2 separate regions of the Mus musculus genome follow, and region 2 is linked to region 1. The links are chromatin contacts, called in public promoter capture Hi-C maps. All regions are on one chromosome and are shown on one strand. Each heading gives the region's core, a stretch centred on a gene start, on an enhancer-like site or on the middle of the called end of the contact. The rest is flanking DNA. Distances are from core to core; before and after follow the strand shown. Region 1 holds the start of Npdc1 (neural proliferation, differentiation and control 1). Region 2 holds the start of Grin1os (glutamate receptor, ionotropic, NMDA1 (zeta 1), opposite strand).

Region 1 (4,565 bases), core at 1,264-3,763:
GGGCCCAGAGCACAATGTTCTCTTATACCTGCCAAACAGTCCTATCGTGATGCAGCTACACAGAGCAGTGAGCTTTATGCCTCAGTTTCTCCTATGGGATATACACCTTCAGTTGCTTCAAAGGTAAGGAATAATCCCAGCCTGGAACTTTGGTCTCTGTCTTGGGAAGCCAGCAGGGCCAAGGAAATACCCAGCAGGACCATCAACTTCCTGTGTCTCTGGCCAGCCAGTTCCTTCCACTGCACACTGCAGGCAATGCTGTGGGCCCCATGGGATGTGTTAACCATAGCCTCCTATAGACTTTGCCTTAGTTTCCTTTGTTTTTGGTTTTGGGGGGTTTTCATTTTTTTTTTTTTTTTATATATGGTTTTTGGTTTTTCGAGACAGGGTTTCTCTGTGTAGTCCTGGCTGTCCCGGAACTCACTTTGTAGACCAGGCTGGCCTCGAACTCAGAAATCCGCCTGCCTCTGCCTCCCGAGTGCTGGGATTAAAGGCGTGCGCCACTACTGCACTACTTTCCTTTGTAATCTGACACTCTATGTCTCCTGCTAAGAAGTTCCAGAAGCTCTGGTGGCACACTGAATCCCAGGCTAGGCACCTTCTGTCCACCATAGACTGTCAGCAGCCTCCAGGAACAGCAACCTGAGCTTGGGACTTGAGAGAGTTAAACAGCACTGTGCTAGGAGGCTTACACGGGCTCCACCCACCAGCTGGGCTCCAGGGAGGCAGACAGTCCCTGCCCCTGGTGCTAACAAGCTAGTCAGACCTATACTAGAGGTGTAGCACAATGCTGGCTTTGAGCTGTAGGGCCTCCTTAGCCCACCAACCTACTGTTTTATCTTGGATAGAAAGTCCCTCTCCAGCCTGGGTCTCAGAACCAATGGCAGCTGCAGAGTATCTGCTTTTCTAACCATGCTAGGCTACCGGCCCTTCCTGGGCACTAGGTGTGATAAGGGGACGCTTAGTATGGGCCATGTCAAGTCTCTGCATTCAGCTATAGAGGCCAGTGGGCAGAGGCCAGCACATGCCCAGGGCTTCAGTACTGTGCCTTAGTCCCATCCATGAAGGGTGTCCACCAGGGAGGCAGGCTATTTGGCATCTCTGGTAAGGCCCAGTCTGGAACTCCACCCTCCTCAAGAGTCTCTTCCAGTCATGCCAACCTTCAGTCCAGTTCCTGGGTTGCTTGCCCAGCTCTTAAGGTCCCATATCCAGACCGATCTTGTTAGAGTCCACGTACCAGTCACCTCTCCATGCCCTCAGCTTCCTCATCTGTAAGCTGGGCTCAAAGCAGCTCCCACACATAGTTCCAGAAGAACTCAGTGAACATATGGGCAACCTCTCCCACTTCACTCCCCTCGGGGAGATACAATTTGGATCCTGTGGCTTCAGGACCCATCTGTCAAGAATGTTCTCCCAGAGCCAGGCAGTAGTGGTGAATGCCTTTAATCCCAGCACTTGGGAGGCAGAGGCAGGCATTGAGGCCAGCCTGGTCTACAGAGTGAGATCAGGACAGCCAGGCTATACAGAGAAACCATCTCGAAAAAAAAGAGAAAATGTTCTCCCAGTCAGGGAGTCACACTCTTCTAAACAGTCACTACACAGACCTCAGACCAGAGGACAGTGGTGCATGTCCTTCAGGGCAGGGGATGGGGCAGCTTGACCCCACTAAGTTGGAACAAGACCCTAGACCTGGAACCCTTAAGACCTTCCATGGGAACCCCTCTACACACACACACACACACACACACACACACACACACACACACACACACACGAACGAACGACAGGGCTGACATGCAAGGCCCACAGACCCCAAGAACAACCCTGCCAACGGGAAGCCCCAGAGACACACAAACAAAGACACAGGATCCCACTTATGGGCCACCAGAAACCAGATGGCTGCAGACCCAAAGACACACACCAGACTGATTCAGGGACCCAGAGACAAAGACCCAAAGCGCGTGAAATCTACATTCGCCTCCAAGGACCTGAGAGAAGATTCATCTAGCATGGCCTTCAACGGGCCTGACCTGTTTACCCAATCCATGCCCAGCGGACCGGGCCTGCCTGGCCTGTGGGCCTGGGTAAGGCCGGGGCGGTGGCAGGGAAAACCAGGGCGGCGCCGGGGGCAGGATTCTCCGCCCCGCAATCCCAGCCCCGGAGCACCCAACAGCCTGCGCCCAGAGCGCTCGCTCACCCGGGCGGCGGGCGGTGGCACCATTCAGGGCCGCTCCCAGGATGAGGCCGGAGAGCAGCAGCCGTAGCAGCCGCAGGTGCCGCGGGGAAGGCGGAGGGACGGGCGTCGCCATGCTTCAGCGCCGCTACCCGGGCAGCATGGCACCCCACGGCCCCGGGCTCGGTACCCACTCCGGGAACTGCGACTGGAGAAGCCGGGAAGCGAGAGGGGCGGAGGAGGAAGAGGAAAAGAGGAGGCGGTGGCGCTGACGTTGCGGCAATGGATCCGGGATGGGATGGAGGCGCGGCGGCCAGAGAAAAGTGTCGGGAGTGCGCCTGCGCGCTCCACCTGCGGGGGCGGGACATCTCCTCTAGTCTGAGCCCCCTCCCTCTGCATCCTGTTGGGGGGTCCCCTTTTGTCAGGCGTCTGAGTGCTTCGGGCCCTCTAGCCTCTACAGCAGAATGCCTCCTCATTCATTACCCAAGAATCTGACTTGGAATTGACTAACGGTGGGCGTCCCAGGATGCACGCCTTCTTCTTAGTGGTCCGACTGCCAAACCCTCACCACTCACCCTGTTAGAATGGAGGACCTTAGACTAGGGGAACACCAGGGACAAATCCTGGCTATGTAGACTAGGCTGACTGTTGCAGGTTTGCAAAATGTATCCCACAAAGGATAAAGAGGTGTATAGAGATATACAGGTGTACTCAGAGACGTGCCCGGGCTTTCTAAAACCAGGAAGAAAAGCATACAAGAGGCTCACAAGATCAAGCCAGACTCGCTCCCGAATGGTACCACCAGGGGGCGAGAGTAACTTGACGTAGTTGACAGTTGTCTGGGAGCTGTCCAAGGTGGTCATGATCCCAGGTAATGGCTTTCAGCTCCCTTGAGTCACACAACATGGAACATGCATGGTGCCTGGTGATCACCATTCATGTGCAGTCCCCTTTGAGCACACTCCACCCCCGCCAGAGACCTCCCCCTGGTTGAGTCATGAAGGCAATGTTGAAGATCAGTGTGGTGGTTCCTGCCTTTAATCCCATCTCTCAAGATGCTGAGACCAGCCTAGTCTACATATCGAGTTCCAGGACAGTCATGAATATATAATGAGACCCTATCTTAAGAATGAAAAACAGGCCTGGACGATGGTGGTGCACTCGGAGGCAGAAGCAAGCAGATCTCTGTAAGTTCAAGGCCAGCCAGGTCTACAAAGTAAGTTCCAGGACAACAGCCAAGGTTACACAGAGACCCTTGTCACATGCAAAAAACACAAACACCACACACAGAGAAAAGAACAAGGTTGAGTTCCTCAGCCCTCCACTTCTTCCCGTCCTTCAGGCTCACAAACTTAAAGAGGAGGCTGTCAGTGCAGGTTTATACATTTATCAAATGATTCTCTCTCTCTCTCTCTCTCTCTCTCTCTCTCTCTCTCTCTCTCTCTCTGTGCGCGCGCGTGCGTGCGCGCATGCGCTCACTAGCGGCTACCATCCCAACCCAGCCCTCAAGAGGCATTGACTGAACAGAAATAGTCTGAGCTAATTTTCCATAAAAGAAGCAAGGGAGAAGTCCACGCTTTTTTTTTTTCCCGAGACAGGGTTCCTCTGTATAGCACTGGCTGTCCTGGAACTCACTTTGTAGACCAGGCTGGCCTCGAACTCAGAAATCTGCCTGCCTCTGCCTCCCGAGTGCTGGGATTAAAGGTGTGTGCCACCACGCCCAGCGGGGCCACGCTTTTCCACCTACAGAAACTTAGGCTGTGGGATGCAAGTGCCTCTGATCTTTAGGTCTACTGATACTTCAAGTATAAGTTGGGGGGGGGGAGGACTTGGAGTGCAGCCTCAATTCCTACGGATGTCATCAAGGGTTCTCTGAGTCAGAGAAAACTCAGACTCAGGGACAACCCCAGACCAGTGTAGGTAGGAGTGCCTCCATTACCTCGGATCTGGTACAGAAAGGGAGGAAGCAAGAAAAGTACTGACTTGGAACCAGGTTTTATCCGAATAGCCAACACAGCTGGCAGGAGAAACGAGCAACAAATGATGCCCCACCCTATGGACACTTCACTGCTCTAGGAAAAAATCTTTTATTACAAATTTTTTTACAAGTAGGCATGGAGCTGACTCCTAGCCTGTAGTCTCTGGTGCTTGCCTTTCTAAAGGCCCAGACAGAAAGTACCCAGGGCCCTGAAGATCAATCAGAACAGAGGCTCCACTCGGAATGGACCTCACCCTGAGTCGCAGGCTAAGAGACCTGACATCCCAGGAAGAGAGCGGAGGATTAATTGAGAACACTCAGGGCTGCCCATGTAGACTTTCTGTGAGTGTAGATAAGGACCGTCCAGGCTGCTTCAGGGTCAGAGATGCCCTCGGGAAGAGAGATAGCCGGGAG
Region 2 (4,565 bases), core at 890-3,389, 110 kb after region 1:
AAGCCCTCTAACCAGTGGGGAGTGTCACCCACAAGGGGCTTGTGTCCCACAAGGAATCTGGATCTATAGTTATGCTCCTATGCCCAGGAAGAAAGGCATACTGACAGGATTTGGCACAAAGCAAAATGTACTAGGGTGCTCCAGAGAGACCCACAAGGCCTGGCTGCTCAGCTCTCCAAAGGCCTTGGTTCAGAAAAAGGGGATGAAGAGTAAGAATCTGTGGTTTGCACCAACTTGAGGCTCCAGGAGCTGGTGGTACAAACACTATCTTCAGGGTCACCCAGACCAGGGAAAGTGGGCAAGGTCTATGTTACAAGGTCTGAATCAGAACCCCCACTAGGGGGCGCAGGGGTGGAAGAGCAGGGCCAAGGGAGCTGTGGGCTGGAATTTGTGTGGGGAAGGGGAAATCTGACAGGGAAGAAGAAGATCTGTACTTTTGGGGCCAGATGGCCATAGTGGGGAAGGCACAAAAGTCCTGCAGGTGGCAGGCCATTTTCAGTGGATGTCACTAAGTCTTGGGGCTCCATCTGGAGCTGGCCAGGTACAACTCAGAGATCTACGTGGTTCCTTTCTGGGGCCTTGCTCTCAGTTCAATCTTTACCTGAGCCTCCCTGGGCACCAGGGACCCGTTCTTCTGGGCCATCTGGAGCTGGCCCCACCCTGCAGGGTTGACCTCTGGGGGCTGGGTGGGGGAGGGAAGCCCAGCTTCCACCCTGTCTCTGGGGCTGGGTGCTGTTCAGAGGGAGGCCTGGGTGGGGGCTCCTTTGGGTGGGGTGGGGTCGGTCCAGCTGCTGAGATCCTTTGCCCCTGTCCTGTGGCCGGTCCGGGCCAGGGCAGCACTGGGCGCTCAGGGCTGGGATCCCTGGTGGCCGGCGGGGCCAGCAGGTATTGATTGTTGGTTCTTATTTATAGAGCACCGGGGGTGGACGCGGCGCTTTGCAAAACCAAAAAGACACAGTGCTGCCGCGACGCGCTATTGAGAGGGAGGAGGGCCAGCTGCAGCTGTGTTCCCGTCATAGGGAGAGCTGAGACGCCCCGCCCGCCCTCCTCTGCCCCTCCCCCGCAGACAGACGCACGGGACAGCGGCCTGGCCCACGCAGAGCCCCGGAGCACGACGGGGTCGGGGGAGGAGCACCCCCAGCCTCCCCCAGGCCGTGCCCGCCTGCCCGCCGGTCGGCCGGCTGGCCGGTCCACCCTGTCCCGGCCCCGCGCGTGCCCCCGACGTCGGAGCTAACGGGCCGCCTTGTCTGTGTATTTCTATTTTACAGCAGTACCATCCCACTGATATCACGGGCCCGCTCAACCTCTCAGATCCCTCGGTCAGCACCGTGGTGTGAGGCCCCCGGAGGCGCCCACCTGCCCAGTTAGCCCGGCCAAGGACACTGATGAGTCCTGCTGCTCGGGAAGGCCTGAGGGAAGCCCACCCGCCCCAGAGACTGCCCACCCTGGGCCTCCCGTCCTCCTGCTCTGCTGCCTGGCGGGCAGCCCCTGCAGGACCAAGGTGCGGACCAGAGCGGCTGAGGATGGGCCAGAGCTGAGCCGGCTGGGCAGGGCCACAGGGCGCTCCGGCAGAGGCAGGGCCCTGAGGTCTCTGAGCAGTGGGGTGAGGGGCCTAAGTGGCCCCGGTCGGAGGAGCCTGGAGCAGAAATGGCAGCCCCATCCTTCCTCCAGCCACTACCCCAAGCTACAGTGGGGGCCCATGGCCCCAGCTTGCTAGGTCACCCTCCACCCCTCCTCCAGCGCCTGCTCTCTGCAACCTGACTTCCACCTCTATCTCTCTTTCTCTCCTGCTGCACAATCCTCCCACGACCCTTCCCACCCCATTCACTGGGCTGGCTCCGACCTTTCCCAGGGCTAGCCTTCACTGCCCTAGTGGCAGCGCTTCCCAGGGGTGCTCTCTGGCTCCCAGATGTCTAGGGCTCCAGACTCCAAGAGGGCTGAGCCTTCTCTTCTGTCTGCAGCCACAATAGGCTTCCTCAGACGCTGGCTTGAGAGGAGCCCCGCACCTTGGGCACCAGGGAGTGCCATCCGCCTCCCAGTCCGGTGTCACTCACCCAACCTTGTACATGACTAGCTCTCCCAGTGTCCAAGCGCGTGCCTTCCCCGAGCCACTGGGGCGCAGCAGCGCGCTGCCCCTCTGCCCCAGGGACACCGGGCGCGCATAACCACCCCTAATCCCGGTATTCAGTGGTGATGCCTAAAGGAATGTCAGAAAATTTCCGGGTTTTGTCTATTGTTGACGCCTACAGGGAATGTGAAGGGAGGATCAGGGATTTGGGGAGAGTTCTCAAAGTACGGAGGCACTTCAGGAGCACTAGAAACAACCTGCAGTCCCCTTAGGCTTGGATAGCTGCTGTTACAGGGCTCCCAGCATCCTCCAGGGAGGGTGGGCCCTCGGGGTCTAGCTGTCTCCTTAGTAAGTGGCGCACCGTGGTGCGGCGGCGGCGGCGGCGCCGTGCACCACAAGCAGTGAGCACGGAGCCCAATGCCAGGCAGATGGCCAAACTAGCAAGGAAAGAGACCGGCCCGAGAGCGTAGACCACCGCCAGGTCTCGCGCTGCTAGTGACTGAGTGCACTGTTTGAAGGCGGCATCCGGAAAAGCTGTCAGTAGGCTGAGCGTCTGGAGTCTTGGAGACACGCAGAGCAGGGTCTCAGTTTCTGCGGGACACAGGAGCGGCGTCAGATGGCAGCAATTGCACCAAACATTATCCGTCCTGCGCCCCAGATGGCTCACCTGAGGCTGGACGCGGGTGCTTACGCAGCCAAGTGCAAAGGGGACGCAGCGCACAGTTGCACGTCCAGGGGTTGCCATGCAAGCGCAACACATCGAGGGCAGGCAAGTTATTCAGCAAACCCGCCTCGATTGCCGATAGTGAATTGTCCTGCAGGCTGAGCACTCGCAGTAATGGAAGCGGGCCCAGGATCGAAGGCTCCAGGAGTGCCAGCCGGTTACCCGCTAGGGAGAGGAAACTAAGCGCGCGCAGCGGCGCGAAGGTGCCAGGAGGCAGAGTTTCCAGCTGGTTGGAGCTCAGGTCCAGCCATTGCAACACTCCCAGACCCCAGAAAGCTCGTGCGTGCACCGACCGAAGCCGGTTCTCCCTCAGATCTAGGTATAGCAGCGCGCCTGCATTGGCGAAGGCACCCGGAGGCAGCGCGCTCACGCGATTGTGATCCAGCAGCAGTGAGCGTACTTGCCAGCTCAGGTCCGCTGGTACCGCAGGCAGCGCGAGTGCGGAGCAATTGGCCTTGCCGCCTAGTGAACATGAACATGCCTCGGGGCATTCGGGGGCCACCGGGGATTTAGAAGGGGCAGTTCCAATATCCTCCTGGGTCCAGACTCGCCTCAACGACAGCAGCAGCAGCAGAGAGAGTTGCGGCGGAAGCCGCGAGAAAAAAGAACCCCGCATGTGCGGCTTCGGGCTTTGGAGTCAAGGTGCCCCAAAGCCGTCTCAGCCTCACCTGCACAAGTATTAACTCTCCTGCCCTAACACAACAGTTTCTGTCCCTCTGCTGGTTCCTCAACTTGGGCGGGGGCTAGGCAGAGAGCCAATGCCCAGCACTGCCAACCACCTGTCCAGAGCTCCAGTCTTGGCTTGGCCTTGAGCCCAGAATAGAGCTGATGTGACCATTGGCCTCCCCACTGAGACCTAAAGAACACGATCAAAGCCACCAGTTCTGCATACAATGCAGCCAGCAGTGCCTTGCTCCATACCCCAGACACAATCCCATTCCTACTCAGCAAAAGGACCCCACAGATCCTAAAAGGATCCCAGTCTCTGGAAGTTTGGTGAAAATATAACAGGTGATGGAGCCTAACCACAGAGGGAAAGACCTGGAAGTGTAGGAGGAAAACGCATCTAAGGCAAAAGAGGGAGGGAGTGTAGGAAAGACGTTGCTTCAAGCCCTGGCAACCCTTGAGGACAGAGCCAGTGGAAAGGGCACTGGCCTCAGTCTGGTCAGTGCAGCTCCCTTTTTGCTTTGCCAGTTTACAGGTCCTGTCTTGGGGAATCTGGGAAGATGGAAGGGCCCAGGGTCAGTCATCTTTGTAAGGCCAACAGTAGGAAAGTGCAGGAAAGAGCTGAACTGGCCACCTGGGCTAAGAGCTAGAAACCCCAAGGGTGTGGCTCAGTCACCCAGGATGGGGACACCCACCATGACTCATGCACAAACACTACCTCTTGAGGGACATGCAAGAAGGACAGCACATAATCACTAAATACTGTTTAATTCTCCACCCTAGTTGCTCTCCACTACTGTGGAAGTGGGGGAGGAGGAGGAGGGGGTGGAGGTGGCTCTAGAGGAGCAGTCATGGTCATGAGGCCTGGGCCATCCAAGGACGGCATCATGGATACGTCCAGATCAGGGTCCATGAGGTGGGACTCCACATGTACCGTGTGCAGGTCTATGCGATCTTCCTGGACTCCGTAGGGCCCCACCAACCTGCATGATGAGCTACATCAGCATGATCCAACAAGACCTTGGCCACCCAGGGGAAGCCAGCCCTTGAGGACATTGCTCTCAATCCAACTGTGAGCTGCACTTCCAGAAGGGGGCAGAGAGAGGA

The links. Capture Hi-C pulls out chosen DNA fragments and counts their contacts.
Region 2: a promoter capture Hi-C map of pancreatic islet shows a contact between it and region 1. The contact joins the promoter of Grin1os here to the promoter of Npdc1 in region 1. A contact is called at or near these places in 7 of 39 promoter capture datasets (the C10 cell line, Sertoli cells, embryonic stem cells and 4 more), 4 of 15 datasets of contacts at CTCF or cohesin (CD8 T cells, embryonic stem cells, large pre-B cells and 1 more), 31 of 484 Hi-C or Micro-C datasets (the 63-12 cell line, the AML12 cell line, B cells and 21 more), 6 of 115 datasets of contacts at active chromatin or transcription factors (embryonic stem cells, fetal liver and pancreatic cancer cells) and 5 of 9 other capture datasets (adipose tissue, embryonic stem cells, liver and 2 more).

Annotation. Positions count from the first base shown.
Region 1 is chr2:25,400,998-25,405,562 of GRCm38.p6, reverse strand. Npdc1 (neural proliferation, differentiation and control 1) reads right to left here and starts at 2,513. Exons shown (of 9, transcript NM_008721.4): 1 at 2,198-2,513. The coding sequence starts at 2,309. Entpd2 (ectonucleoside triphosphate diphosphohydrolase 2) reads right to left here. Exons shown (of 9, transcript NM_009849.2): 9 at 4,240-4,565.
Region 2 is chr2:25,288,832-25,293,396 of GRCm38.p6, reverse strand. Grin1os (glutamate receptor, ionotropic, NMDA1 (zeta 1), opposite strand) reads right to left here and starts at 2,139. Exons shown (of 4, transcript NR_168905.1): 1 at 2,055-2,139. Lrrc26 (leucine rich repeat containing 26) reads right to left here and starts at 3,486. Exons shown (of 2, transcript NM_146117.2): 1 at 2,736-3,486; 2 at 2,204-2,659. The coding sequence starts at 3,408. The coding sequence ends at 2,337. It overlaps Grin1 (glutamate receptor, ionotropic, NMDA1 (zeta 1)), which reads left to right. Exons shown (of 20, transcript NM_008169.3): 20 at 913-2,220. The coding sequence ends at 1,029. It overlaps Tmem210 (transmembrane protein 210), which reads right to left. Exons shown (of 4, transcript NM_030055.1): 4 at 4,210-4,441. The coding sequence ends at 4,252.